Regions from separate parts of the Mus musculus genome. Here all the other regions are linked to region 1. The links are chromatin contacts, called in public Hi-C and promoter capture Hi-C maps. All regions are on one chromosome and are shown on one strand. The core of a region is the stretch at or near the end of the contact, and the rest is flanking DNA. Distances in the headings are between cores, read along the strand shown.

Region 1 (4,803 bases), core at 683-3,182:
GGCTACCTGCATAGCAACTGTCAGGATAGTCCCATTGGAGATCCCTGAAGTGGCAGCTAGAAGTTTCTCAACATAAGCTCCAGTTCTTGCCCCTTGCTTAGGGATGAAAGGGCTCAAACCATAATAAGCTAAGATGATCTTTATTGGAGACAGCCTGGCATCATCTCCTTTGGCTGGCAATCTGAATAAATCTTTCTTGCCCCTGTCTTCAGCTCATTAGACACGTTTCCTATCGGCAAAGAGGAAAAGGTTTAGCAACACTTGATCATCTAAAATCATGGTGTCTGAGTTTGGCAGCAGGCTACACACGTTGTTTGTTTGCCATTATCTGTGCTTCTCAAGATACAGGGACAAGCTTTGCACAGTGTCAGTATGGTAGCCAATGAGGGTTATCCGAGGCTCGATTGATTCAAATTGAAAGACACAGGGACAAGAATTTGACACCTAGAAAATACCACTAATTGGCTTTGATTCAGAAACCCAAATGGCCAATGGGGTGGGCCATGACCTGGTAGGTGCTTGGAGAACTCTCAGGCACTGCTACCTCCCAGGAGCCAGGCAGCAGCCCAAAGGCCAGCCTGGATGTAGGGCATACCAAGGCTGTGCCTATCTTCTAGAGAGAACTGGACTTCCCTGTTGGAGCTTCTCTTCACAGCAGTGTTTGAGGCAGGGAAAACAACGAAGTCCCTTTTCTGTGTTCTCTTATACCTTAGAAAGGGTTTAAATATTTATCAGATCCTTGCTGGGTTGGCCTGCTTAAGCAGTGGGTCTTGCTGTATAAGGTGACATCTGTAATTGTCACAGATACAGTAAGAGGATCTGTTAGCATGGTTTGAGAAACTGGAGGAACCTGTGCCATGCCTAACATGAACTTCACCGGGTTAGAATGTTGATCAACAGCAGTTACATCATGTAACTAGTGTGTGAAGATGGTGTCCCCCTCTTTTCTTCCCCCTTAAAGTCATACATGCACATAATTTAAAAATGAGAACTTGTGATGGGAAATGCCAAAAAGCTGCCCAAGTACAGCTTTGTTGTTAGCCTTCTATGAGATATGTATCTGTGCCTCTGAGAAGTACTGCAGAGTCTGGAGGGGCAGGTGGCTCACCCGAAGCCCACTCTGAGAGCAGTAACTTGCCTCTTGGGTATGTGGGATTTTTTTCAGCCTGGGAATGTTCTACCTAAGCCCACAAATCCATTTTCAGCCTTCAAACTACATGTGTCTTTACATCTGATAACTGGGTCTCCTGCTCAGGGCTTCAAGAGCTCCTTCTATGCCTTCTCATTTGATTGACATCCAGGCTTTTAGAAGGGTTCTGGGCAGACACCCTGCTGAGCTCCACTTTCACCTGCAGATCCAGGTGAGCTTGGCACCCTCCTCCTGTGTGCTGATGACAGTTGGTCTTTTTCCTTGGTTTCTCTGAGCTCTAGATCCCCATGTGTCTCTGCCATGGGCATGATGCTCTTGAAGCTCCGCTATAGCTCTCTCACATCATGTGTTATGTATGCCAGGAAACATTTGTGAACCCCCGAAAGATCACCAAGGAGCTGAATCCAATGCAGTTGCATTAGCGTCTCCTTATTCAAGCTGGAGCTTGGGCTCCCAGGCATCCCTTGCACAGTAGGAAGGTGGAGCCCTGAGCCTAGTTTTAGGCAAGCATGATAGAAGCAAGAAGGGACTATCTGACTGGGGAGCCATTATAACCTTTAACATAATTGGCTGGTACTGGGAACCAAATCATAAACTTAACTTCTGTTTTCTTCCTGTTTGGTGGTTGCTAAGAAGTGAGGTGTTTGTTAGGGGCAGGCTTTTAATCTGGAGAAACAGATTTGTTGGGGAATAACTTGGAAACTGGTACTAGGCACAGGTCTTGTGGAAGGGGGTGGGGGTGGGGTTGGAATCTGGTAACCTGGAAACTGGTGCTAGGTGCCAGTTGGTTAATAACTCACGTTCAACCTTAGGTTAGGTTTTCTAAGATGGAGTCTGAACCCAAACGATTTGGTCTCTCACATGCAGACTGGAATTGAACCTAGGTCATGTAGAAGGACAGCTAATGCTCTTAACCCTTGGGTATCTTTCCAGCACCCTATTTTTTTTTTTTTTTTTGAGGAACATCCATGTTGATTTGATTTCCACTCTGAATGCACTAATATATATTCTCACCAGCAATGATTATAGATGGTAGTGAGCCACCCTATGGTTTCTGGGAATTGAACTCAGGACCTCTGGAACAACAATCAGTACTCTTAATCACCGAGCCATCTCTTCAGCCCTGCTTTCCCCCTTTTCATCTTTTTTTTTTTTTTTTTTTTGTAGGAACCATCTTTTATTGGGGGAGGGCTCATCAATTCTTCTTGGCCGCCAACTTCCTCATGGCTGCCAGCACGTTGCTCAGCTCCTCCCGCTTTCTCTTGGCGCGGATGTGCGTGCCCACTCTCTTCTTGATGAACTTGAGTGCGCGCTTGTCCTTGGACACTTTGAGCAACTCCATGGCTCGCCGCTTGTAGGGCGCGAAGCCGCACACCTCCCGGATCATGTCCTGCACGAACTTGGTGTGTATGGTGGGGCGCCCACGTCGCCGGCTGTGTCTCGGCTTACTGACATTTTTTGTCACCTTGTGGCCCTTGTTGAGGCCCACGGCCATGGGGTAGCACAGAGCCATGGCTGCTGCTCTCCGATGGCGGCCGGGACAGGAAGCTTCATCCTTTCTTTTATTTTACAATATTTTAAATTTATTCATTTCATACATGAATGTAAGATATTTTGATCATGTTCTCCCAGCATCCCCTTCTTTTATTTACTTCTCACTCCCAACAGTTCTGTCTTTCCACTCTCATATCCTTTTTTCTTACTCTTCTCTCATATATAACATCTCAGCCATAGTTTCCCCTTCCTCTTCTCCTCCCAGTCCCTCCATCCCACCTCCCTTCTCCTTCAGATCCACCACTCCTAGAAAGCATCAGATTGTCTTCCAAGCAGCAAGGATGAGGGTCTCAAAGCCCACCCCTACACTTCCTCCAACAAGGCCATGCCTAATAGTGGCTGCCACTCCCTGGGCCAAGCATCTTCAAACCACCACACCTTGTAATATGAAGGTGTTCCTGTGTGGATGAGTTTATTTTGTCAACTCTTCTTTTTCTCAGCAACTACTAACTAACACAAACCATAGATACTTGTCCTTAAAGCTTTGAGACTGTCTACCATCAGCACTTGTAAGTCTCCCAGACCTTTTGAGCTCATTTCCATGTATGGGGTAAAGAGGGAGTCTAGCCAGGCAGCTGATCGTCCTAAAGCCACTTGTGGGGAGAATCTTATTACCTCGTGGTGTTGTTGTGACAAAATTTTCTTTCGTTTTGTTTGAAGGTTACAGTGGATTGAATTATAAACAACGTCATGGGGCAAGATTTCATTTTATGATGACAGTGTAAGTGAAGTGAATTGTCTGATACTGCCACCAGATGGCAGTAGTGCCCCATATTTTGCCTATTTCTTATTTCCACTTCCCCAAAAGTGGGAATAGGTTTTAACCAAATACCAAATATCCTCCACAAATCATTCTTTGTCTTTCTTGCCCTCTTGATGAACTTGACTTTGGCCACTCCAGTGCTGTGACTCTTGTTCCTCTGTTATTGTTTTCTTGGCTAGCTTGAGCCTGACTTTTCTGTTCCACGGTGAAGGGGTGAAATTCGTAGGGAGAGGCCATGCTTTGGGTTGCTGGGGAGGATGTGAAATAGAATTCGATTCAGACTCAGCGATAAGAGGTTCATGATATGAAAAATGGAGAGTTTGATCCAGCTGGTCTCAACTAACAAGAGGCCTGGCAGGAATGTGTGCTCACCGCAGGGCTACAACAGCTTAAGCCAGAGATCCCGGTCTGGTCTCTAGCTCTTGGCTAGTTAACTAGGGCTCAGGGTCTAACAACTTGCCTTGTCCCTCAGTCACATGTACTAGTTGGTAGGTAAGTATGATCTTGACTCATTAATATTATACAGACAAATTATTAGTTTGTCATCTAGTAAATAGCCAAGAGAAAATAAAGGTGATGAGTTTGGAAGGTCCTGATCTAAGGATGGGTTTTGGGTGAGGAAGTGAATAGGAAAAGAGGCCCACTCCCTCCTTTTGCATTGCTTGCTGGGTGAGGAAGGCCCTCCAGGCAGGCCTGCCTCCTGTGCTTCTCTCCACAGGATCTTTGTTGCTCTAAATGCCAGTCTGACAGGAACTTACGGATCCTCAGCTCTTCAGGTCTTTGCACCTCCCAACTTCTGCCTCTGCAGACCTTTGACCCCTGGGTTCAGTGCTACGGGTGCTTTCTCTTCTGCAGCTGGTCAGATGGCCCCAGGGCACCCAGAGAATGCACCGGAAACCCAGGAGTTGGACAGCAGCTTCCCCCAGCACAGAGCCAAGCAGAGGCTGACTCTGACCTGAAGTCTGCGCCCCTTTCAGCACTCTGGGAGCTATTACCACCTGTCCATCAGCGGCATCAAGGAGCCAGGAGTGATGACCTGGACAGTTCAGACTGTGGGAAGAGGTCCGCGCTTTGATGTGAGCCACAAGGTCAGGGAGGGAGCAGGAGGTGAGGGGGGCTTCTGTGGAAGACGCCAGTCTGTCTTCATCACCCCTTTCATCTCTTGATTCTCTGTGACCAGATTCCTCCACCCCCGCCTCGGGATTGCACTAGGCAGCATTGTGGGATTCCTGGTTCTAACACCAGTGCGTGGTCGTGCATGGTAGCCAGACCCACCTGCCTGTTACAGTGGGCATAAGTGGTTCACAGTGAGCATTTTATGCAGGAAATACCCAAG
Region 2 (4,803 bases), core at 744-3,243, 210 kb after region 1:
TTAAGGCATAAATTTGAAATACTAAAAGGAAGTGACTAACCTCCCTCCATTTAGTTGCTTTTTCCAACACAGAGGCACCTGGAAGAATGTAGCAGTTCAGCTGTAGGGGTATAGTGTAACATCGTGTGGGGCTCACTTGTGAATAAGTAGTATCCATTACATTGCTCAGGCAGTGTGTGACAACAAACCATGGACTCACTTGTTATTGACACGTGTCTGTGATTATTTGGCACATGGTCTCTGGCTTCTTCAGCTCCTTCTTTTCTTTCTTTTCAAATGTTGTCCTGACCAGAGTGGAGGAGTGTACACAGCCGTCCCTCAGATGGACCCACTGGAATGCATTAATTGTCGGAATTGCCGGAACAACAATAGGTATGTTCGTGTGTGCCCAGCCACAGTGCCGTGACCCATGCATTCTGTGCTGCTGCCTCGACGGTTTCCTAAACTTACCCTCTGACACAAAGCTCCACCACCCTCGGTGTAAGACTGTTAATGTTGTTCTTTCCTGCTCTATAATTGTCATCTTTCTGTGCCTCGGTTTCTTCAGACATGTAGTAACAATTTCTGAAGCTTTCTTTCTTCACACAGCATTGTTGAAGGGCAGGGTTCTTCTCTATATAAAGTTTTTGTCTTTTCCCATTTCTTATTTTCATGACTGTGCTGGGATGAGGATAAATGCAGTTGATCATGTTCAAACAGTAAGCAAAACAAAACAAAACAAAACCATCTCTTATCTATACCATAGTTTTTCCCCATAATAGTGATTTTCCTACTAGATTATGTTCCTCTTTCTTTCTTTCTTTCTTTCTTTCTTTCTTTCTTTCTTTCTTTCTTTCTTTCTTTCTTTCTTTCTTTCTTTCTTTCCTTCCTTCCTTCCTTCCTTCCTTCCTTCCTTCCTTCCTTCCTTCCTTCTTTCTTTCTTTCTTTCTTTCTTTCTTTCTTTCTTTCCTCCCTCTCCCTCCCTCCCTCCCTTCCCTCCCTCCCTCCCTCCCTCTCTCTCTCTCTCTCTCTCTCTCTCTCTTTCTTTCTTTCTTTCTTTTTCTTTCTTTCTTTCTCCTTTAATTCTTAAAATCTTAAGATACCTAAGAATTTTTACTTGGAGCATGGTGGTGTATGCCCTTAGTCCCAGTACTTAGCAGACATAGGCAGGTGATCTCTGTGAGGTTAAGGCTAGCCTGGTCTACTGAGTGAGTCTAGGGCACTCAGGCTACATAGAGAGACCCTATCTCAAAACAAAAACCACAACAAAATTGTGTGTCTCTGTGTGTGTGTGTGTGTGTGTGTGTGTGTGTGTGTGTGTGCTCATGGGTATGGATACACATGTGTGCATGTGGAACTTAAAAGCAACAGAAAATAGGCATGGTGACACATGTCTATAGTCTCAGTAACCTGTAGTTTCAAATTTTGGGAGCTGTGATCAGGAGAATTACAAATTCAAGACCAGTCTGGGATGCATAGTAAGACCCTGTCTCAAACACAAGCAAATGAAAATTTACCAGCTTTGACACACTGAATAGCAGAAAGCTTTAATAGTATTTCCTATAGCAGATATTTGGATAAGAATCTTGATTTTTAAAAAATAAAAATAAAAAAAGCTGGGCCTAATAGTGTAAGCCTGTAATCCCAGCTACTTGGGAGTCTGAGGCTGGAAGTTCTATGTTCAAGGCCAGCATGGTGTGGGGGTGCGGACTCTAAGCTCTTTCATATACTTCTGTACATATCAATTCCAAAGGACTGTTGAAGTTGCATAAGAAATCTTAGTTCTTTTCCGTAATGATGATATTGAATTACATAGTTCTAAAAACCCATCCCACTGCTGAAATCCTTTAACTTGAAAGCTTAGTCCATAAGAAAGCTGAGGGTGGCTTGACATTTGGATCATATATTATCCAGAGGGGTTCAATCTGTAGCTTTTAAATGAAGGAAGAGTTAAGTGTTATCGCTGGGAGTTAGTGACGTCAGAAGGATCTAGCCAGTCATGCAGTCTAAAGCTCGTCCTTTCAAGGCAGGCAAGCTGAGCGGGCTGGAATGAAAGCAAGCCTGGGCTATGCACGGAGACCTGTCTCAGAAAACAAAGAACACATTGTTTTAGAAATTCTCAGAACAGAGCAGTAAATCATTGCTACTTTTTGTTATTGACTTACCATGTAAAGGCTTATATATTAGCAATTGCTGGCTGGCTATTTTGTGTACTAAGAGTATTTTAGTTCTGTGACACTCATTTTGAAAATGTTCATATATCAAAGCTGCAGCTTTGTTCAGAGCTGTCACAGGTCGTTAAGAAACGTGTGAAATAACTTGTAAACCTAGGTGTGGTGACTCTTGCGAGTAAATCCGTACTTGAGACTCTGAGATGATCAGATTGCCATGGGTCAACTTAAGTTACCTAGCAAGATCTTTTTTGGAAAAACCACAGGGAGGAAGTTCATGAAGCTGGCTCACATACTTGGTGGTAATCAGGTGGTTTAATGAAACAGTGGTAGGCAGAGGTTTTGTGTCTTGAGTTGTCCTTTGTGGTTCTTCTGGTAGTCACAGACCTCAGCTCTCCTTACAAATTAGAGTCTTGTAATTTGGTCTAAGAATAAGTAGTCCTGTGTTTTGTCACTGCTTCAACTTGTAATCTTGGGAAATGTACACGGGATCTCAGAGTTAGCATCCTCATCTGAACAGCGAAGGTGTGTTTCAAGTATTGGAAGACTGATCACAGTACAATATAAAATTTCATAAAATATCTTTATGATGAGATTCCGTCTCAGCATCCAAAATAGATCATGTTTCTTTAAGAGAACTTAAATGACCGCTGGCAGCTTCGGTTTGGCCATTTGTATGCACATCTGTGTAGAATCCGGTGGTTTTATTATAAATTGTAATTGTATTTCTTTGGTTTTGAGGTTAGTAACTTCCTGAATTTCAAGTTTGTTTCACTGCTATCTGGAAACAGGTGAATTCTCTTCAGCTGTGTTTTTCTCTAGCTTAATGTTCTTCCTGGATGAAGGAACACACATAGACACACAGAGAGACATATATACACATGCACACACATACAGATACACACAGGGACAGACAGATACACACACACAAACACACATGGAGTAGTATTAATGAGTAGCTACCATCCTCTCCCAGAAACTAGAATTCTTTAAATTCCCATTTCCAACGCTGTGATTGACATTGTGATTGAGAATGGATATCTGGTCTGTCAGCCTAACACTTCTGTGACAGACACCTAAGAGGAACAGTTTTAAAGAAGGAAAGGAGACAAGCCTTGCAGCACAGACCTGCGGCAGGAGGATTTTAAGTTTAAGCCTGCCTGAACTACAGAGTGAGTTCAAGGCCAGGTTGGACAATGTCATGATACTTTGTCTTAGAAATAAAAATTTAAAAAACCCCAAAGGGCTGGGGACAAAACTCAGTGGTGGGTCACTTGCCTGCTGTGTGCAAAGCTCTGAGTTAAATCCACAATAGCCCCGCAAAGTGGGGAAATGTATCTCCCGGCTCACAGTCTCAGGACAGTATTTCTGTCACTTGACACCATTGCTCCTGGGCTCTGATGGCCGCCGGAGGTCATGAGGGAGCTAAGCAGCTCATGCCATAGTGAACCAAGCCATCCAGATCCACTGAGGCTTAGTCAAAGACTGTAAGCAGCTGGACAGCTAGAACTATGCCTTCAAGAACACAGTAGGCACAGTGTAGAAGGTAAGTGAGAGGCATTGTGGGTATGAGATTTTATAAATAAGACACTGTGGAAGAAGCTGGGCAAAGGGTCACCTGGTGCAAGCATCTCACTAGGAGACAGCATAGGAGACAGAAAACTAGGACACAACATGCCCCTTGCCCTGCTGGTGCTGTTTGAGATGATTCGGGGGTTAGCCCTGGAATTTTCTTTGTTATTCCATGGGTGCCTAAGAACAGGGCAGGGCTTCCTTAGAATCTTTCTGTATCGTCTTGCCTGCCCTGTAATTTGCTCCTCCACTTCCTCTGTCTTCTCAGGTTTAAAACCCAAATTGTGTTTCTTAGAGTTAAGAAACCAATTGTTGTTCAGCCCTGATGAATCCCTTTTCTCATCGCTCTGTTTTAGCAGTAACTCAGGATACTGAGGTTAACTCTAATGACGGAAGTGGAGTACTGTTATGAAAAGACTGGGGACAGACAGGATGTGGTGACACACATCTTTAATCCCAGCACTCAGGACACAGAGGCAGGAGGGATCTCTGTGAGTTTGAAGCCAGTCTGGTCTGCAGAGTGAGTTCCAGGACAACCAGGACTATGTTGAGACAGCTAGACCCAAACAAACAAATGAACAAACAAGCAGCAATAACAACAAAAAAATCCTGAACAAGCAAGATGAACAGCATGTCCAGCAGTCTAGGGGGAATTGTTACCTCCCAGGGCAGCCTAGGGTATGTAAATGACTATCAGGCTTCCTGTGTTCTCTTCTCAGGGTTTTAGTAGCCTGTAGAAAGAGTCCTGTGTAATGCAGCCCTCCAGGGAGCCAGTCCCCTCCACTGAGAATGTAGTTGAGAAACCACTGTGCTGGTCAGCACCCCCTCCACTAAAGACATAATTGAGAAAACGTTGTGCTGTTTGACATTTCAAGAGTTAAACAGCTTGTAATCAAATAAATCAAATCCTTTCTGTCTTTCTCTTCTCCTCAATTCAGACAAAACAGTACAGTTCTGGATATGCAATCAAATGTGGTTTGTTAGCTGCTTGGCTAGTCTAATGGGAAGGAATTGACGTTAAATTGGGTCTATTTGCCATCAGTCTTGGTAATTTGTAAGAGAAGGTAGAGAAGACACTGAT
Region 3 (4,803 bases), core at 942-3,441, 170 kb after region 1:
AGTGTCTCCTGTTAGCAAGTCAGTGAGTGTTTACTTAGCCTTCACCACTGCTGTCTGTCCTTAGCCTTAACTAGGATAGTTCAAATAAACCAGAAAAGTTTTCACACAACTGACCCCTTCTGCCAGTTCATCGGCTCCCACTTCTTAAAGGGGTCCCCGGGAAAAGAAATGGAGAGGATGTCCGAGATGGAGATCAGCTTGCCTTTGTAGGCTTTCAAGCCCAAGGCACAGGTGAGCAGATCCCAAGCCACTGACTCAGAGGCTCACTGCTATGCTTTCTTTCACTGCCCAGTTTTCACACGGTGAATATGGCCCTTCTTAGTGCAGACAACTGCTCACTGCTGAGCTGCTGTTACTATAGCCAGTCATTCTGTTAGGTTGTATTCCACAGTCCGTCTCCAGCCCTGGCCAACCAGGAACACAGGGCAGGATCTGCAGAGGTTCCTGATGACCGTGCCCAGCATAACGCCTAGCACAGAGGAAGGGTTTAGTACACTTTTGCTGATTGTTTTTAAAAATTAGGCATAGGAGTAAATAATGAGTGAAGGAACAAACAGGATAGTTAGAACATACTTAGTGCAGTGTCAGATTTTATGAAATATGATTGCACACATGGAAGTTTCATTATATTGGAGTAGTACTTTTGTTCTAAGGGACACGATAGAATGCTTTTTTTCTGGAAAGTGGAACTTTATAACATTAAGTATGCTTGGTTTTAAGGAGGATACATCATGTCATCAGATTAGACGGGTGAGAGCAAAGCAGAAAAATGTCCAGGCTTTAGAAGGAGTTGGCCATCTCTAGAAGATACATTGTTAAACCGACTCATTTTATTGGTATCTTCTCATTGTCCATTTCCCCCACTAGAATGTAAGGCTTAAACTTATGTCTGTTATTTTATTTCTATGTTTGTAATAAAAATCGCCCCACATCTAACTCTTAGGATGATATCTACTATTGAAAAACATTTGCTTTGTGAATGAATGATTTTGATACATATTTCTAAATTGTCTCCAAAAAGAACTCACTGGTCCTATTTCAGCCATCATCTATGTGGTGGTTTGTCTCCATGTCCTTGCCAGCCCTGAGATTTATGGACTTCTTGAAAGTTTTCTAAATGTACTCTACTGTCTCTAGCTTAAAAACAACCACAACAAAATCAATCAGAGAAAGCGCCTTTCCCTCGGGTGATATCTGTCAGAGCCATTCATCTGTCGGCTGCCAGTTTCTCCCAGTTTTCCTGCTGCATGGCAGAATTTGGGAAGTGTCTGTCCTTCCTTCTCTCCCTTTGTCTCCTGCTATCTACATGTCCTTCATTCCCATTAAGTTAGCCTCTCTCTGCTGAACCACTCTTGTCAACATTACGGGCCATCTGCATCGTACCCTTTGGATAGCAGCTGAGCTTACTCTGCTGACTACTAGAGGGCATTCTCCTGGGTTTGTCTTGTTCATTGCTTCTTTCTTTACATCGCTGTTGCTCCTTCTCTGTTCAGTCTCTAAAGGTGCTTGTTCTCCAAGCATATTCTCCATAGAAAGCCTGAGGTTATGTCCGATTTTCTTACATCTGAAATCTACATTTCCAGCTCTGACTTCTCCCTATGACTCATTTAAGCAACTTTGGACTTTATGGTAGCAGCTATATGCCCAGTTGATAATCTTACGTGTTCTTCAGGCACACAGAACTGCTTACTCTCCCCTTCACCTTGTATCACACTTTCTGGATTTTCTACTCTAGTAAATAGACATTCTTTATACTGTTTTATACCAAACCCAAGAGTTACCCTTGGCATGGCTCTGCACCTCAGACTTCATCTTCTGGCCTGTGTTAATTCCTTTGCTTCTGCTTCTAGATGGTGTCTCAAATACAATCAAATATCTTCATCGCCCACCTTGCCCTATCCATCTCTCAAGGGCCCAGTGTCTCTTGGTGCTTCTTTCTTGACCCACTTCAGTGTGATCTCCACTAGCTCTGAGTAGTTCACCAGTAGTGGAATATCCTAGTCCCCAGAAGAAGGAATAAAGCTTCTAACCCTTCTAGTGTCTAGTCTCTATGTGGATTGAGAAGACAGGGGTCATAAGGAACCTAAGATGAGGTGATCAGTTTAAAGATGCTGGGATTCTTAGCATTTAAGTTTTCTTTCTGTTTTGAATGTTTTTCAGTAAGCGGAGGCCTGGGCTTTCTCTGCAAGTCTTCCCAGCCTACTTCTGTAATTGGGCGATATGCATCCAGACCTCGGACCCTTATGGACATTGCTGTATGTTCTTGTGATTCTGTGTTCTTCTGTGAGCTCAGGTAAGAGGAGAATGATGAGGCCAGGGCTGATGCCTTTCTTCTTAATCTTTTTGCTTTATACTTATGTGAGGATGTGTGTGTGTGTGTGTGTGTGTGTGTGTGTGTGTGTGTATAATTCATTGAGCAGCATTTATTACCTGTTTACAAAAAACTGTACGGGCCTGGCATAATGGCACATCTTTAATCCCAGCACTGGGGAGGCAGAGGTAGTCGAATCTCTGTGAGTTCAAGGCCAGCCTGGTCCACCAATCAAAACCAGGACAGTCAGGACTCTTATATAGAGAAACTCTGCCTCAAAAACTGGGGGTGGGGGATGGGGAAGATGGACCTATGAATTATCAGGATTAAGAGCTACCACATATAGAGATGAAAGACTGTCTTGGTCATAGATGCAGATGAAAAGTATTTAATGTATTTTTTTCTCTGTTTTCTGAACCTTCCTCCTTGTATCTCCGGTTTACACCCGGGAACGTTCCGTTGTAGACTTGGCACCTTATTTTATTTCTGAGCCACTCTCTGCTGTCCAGAAGCTTGGTAGACCCGTGGTCCTACATTGTTCTGCTAAACCTGTTACTGCCCGAATCTCATGGTTGCATAATGGAAAACGGTTGGACAGAAACACAGAACAGATAAAGATTCATCGGGGGACTTTGACCATTCTGTCTCTTAACCCTTCCCTTTCTGGTTGCTACCAGTGCGTTGCCAACAACAGCGTTGGTGCCGTTGTGAGCGGCCCCGCAACAGTGTCCGCTGCAGGTGAGTGTAGTTTGATCTTGTTATCTGTTGTTTTTCTTGAAATCCAGGAGCTTTCTATTCTGTGCTGCATTTTTCATAATGGGAAAAACTTGGGGCACTGATGTGAGACTTGTATGCGTCCGAGTTCTTACCCTAAGCTTTCTTTGACTGCGGATAGCTGGGGAAAGATACTGGAACCTCTGTAGCCAAGCCTAGTGGCCTAATCTCTAGTCATAGTGGAGATGATTTCTATAAGTTAGCACAGGACAGTTTTCTAGTGTGGAGTCTGGGCAGTCTCTTGGAGCATCTTTTAACGCCCTTAATATCAATACAGACCAATCAGTTGGCTTTGACGCTCATTTATGTCATGCAGCCCTCCATCCTTCTTTCACATCTAATTGTTTTATTTCCCTCGATTGCCAGGGTATTGTAATTTATGTAATTTAAACCAGGCCAAGGGAGCAGGGAGAAAAAAAAAAAAAACTGACTGTAAAGAAAGGAATGTGAAGAATTGAACTTATGGAAAATCTGGAATGCGTGGTTTTTCTTAGTACGTTTGAGCCATCTGCCTCTCAAGTGGCGATGGCTGCCAGTAATGGAAAACGGCTTTGTGAGGGCACCCCTATTTACAGAACCAATCTGGACTGCCCTGGAGTAGTGAGTTTGTCATAACTGAGAAGAGTAAATGTTTTTGTAGAGCTGTGACCCATGCACAGCTCCAAGACACACACTGGAGGGTTGATTTCCTGGAGGCAGGCAGCTGGCTTCCTCGGGTGGTGAGGATAATGAAGAACCTGCTCACTCCACAGTGAACTGTTTAAACTGAGAGGAGGCAGCACCAGACCAGACCGGTGCATCCAGGTGCCGTGGGCTACTGTGCTTTACAGCAGCCTGGGTTCATTCCCCGAAGCCTGAACATCCCTGTGGATAGGAAAGGATTTGTCCGGACAGAATGGGAGTCAGTATGCTTTGCAGTTCTCTCTGGTGGCTTTGGAGCAGTTTGTTTTCCTTACAGCTCCCAGAAGGCAGTGGCTTTGAAAACCTCTGTGTCCTGACGTAGTTGTCAGTCCTCAAGCACGCCTTCTGCTCCAGCGGCTTTCTCATATGGAAAAACAAGAAATGTTATTTCTGGCTGTGGGGGTACACACCTGTAATCCTAGCAGCGGGAGGCTGAGTTAGGAGGATCACAAGTTCGAGGCTAGCTTCAGCCACATGATACTGTATAATGAAACCTGCCCACAAACAAACAAACAAACCAAAACCAGAAAACCAGAAAGATCCTGCCGTCCTCAGGACTGGGATCGGCTGGCACAAACGGCCATTTCACGTTTCCAATTTTTACGCTTCCTTTGAATTGTCTTGTATTCATTTGTTTACTTGTTCATTTCAGCCCTGGGTGATTTCGATTCATCAACAATGCACGTTATTACTGCAGAAGAGAAAAACACAGGCTTCATTGGCTGCAGGGTACCAGAGAGTAACCCCAAAGCTGAGGTGCGCTATAAGATCCGGGGAAAGTGGCTGAAGCATTCCACAGGTGAGTCCTGTTTGGGGTGTGCTCTCAGAGGAGGAAGCTGAGACAGCTGGTTACATTAGACTGTTACATTAGTACAGGTTACTCCCAGGACTCGCCCCATAATCTCCCAGTGCCTTATTTAAATACCACTTCTTTGAGAAAATGTCCCTCAGGGGCGTGTATAAATAGGATGATCTGTCACTTTCTTCCCTTCATTTGGTAAAGTGTATCACACCTGGTGTGTGCCGTACATGTTTTT

Evidence for each region. Hi-C and Micro-C count contacts between places; a contact is called where the count stands out from the background. Capture Hi-C pulls out chosen DNA fragments and counts their contacts.
Region 2: a Hi-C map of uterus shows a contact between it and region 1, with 2.4 times the contacts expected there. The contact joins the enhancer-like site here to the promoter of 4933422A05Rik in region 1. A contact is called at or near these places in 21 of 39 promoter capture datasets (the 3T3-L1 cell line, 3T3-L1-derived adipocytes, the C10 cell line and 15 more), 1 of 15 datasets of contacts at CTCF or cohesin (pro-B cells), 15 of 484 Hi-C or Micro-C datasets (3T3-L1-derived adipocytes, the C10 cell line, the C2C12 cell line and 7 more), 7 of 115 datasets of contacts at active chromatin or transcription factors (CD8 T cells, the NIH/3T3 cell line, cardiomyocytes and 4 more) and 3 of 9 other capture datasets (adipose tissue, liver and pancreatic islet).
Region 3: a promoter capture Hi-C map of adipose tissue shows a contact between it and region 1. The contact joins the promoter of Cdon here to the promoter of 4933422A05Rik in region 1. A contact is called at or near these places in 12 of 39 promoter capture datasets (the C10 cell line, cranial neural crest, embryonic stem cells and 6 more), 1 of 15 datasets of contacts at CTCF or cohesin (pro-B cells), 11 of 484 Hi-C or Micro-C datasets (the 3T3-L1 cell line, the AML12 cell line, cerebellar granule neurons and 5 more), 2 of 115 datasets of contacts at active chromatin or transcription factors (differentiating embryonic stem cells and fibro-adipogenic progenitors) and 4 of 9 other capture datasets (adipose tissue, liver, macrophages and 1 more).

The regions. Positions count from the first base shown.
Region 1 is chr9:35,279,173-35,283,975 of GRCm38.p6, forward strand. It overlaps 4933422A05Rik (RIKEN cDNA 4933422A05 gene), which reads left to right and starts at 1,933. Exons shown (of 5, transcript NR_040715.1): 1 at 1,933-2,034; 2 at 3,365-3,425; 3 at 4,186-4,543. It also overlaps the pseudogene Gm5614.
Region 2 is chr9:35,491,553-35,496,355 of GRCm38.p6, forward strand. It overlaps Cdon (cell adhesion molecule-related/down-regulated by oncogenes), which reads left to right. Exons shown (of 19, transcript NM_021339.2): 17 at 293-372. Among named protein-coding and RNA genes, the nearest start is that of Gm1113, 24 kb to the right of the region's middle. Within about 2 kb of position 1,994, at least 21 of the 459 cell types and tissues checked have an H3K27ac peak or open chromatin away from gene starts, as enhancers often do. A contact at or near this core is called in uterus, where this site is marked.
Region 3 is chr9:35,449,885-35,454,687 of GRCm38.p6, forward strand. It overlaps Cdon (cell adhesion molecule-related/down-regulated by oncogenes), which reads left to right and starts at 2,192. Exons shown (of 19, transcript NM_021339.2): 1 at 2,192-2,293; 2 at 2,777-3,049; 3 at 4,419-4,565. The coding sequence starts at 2,221.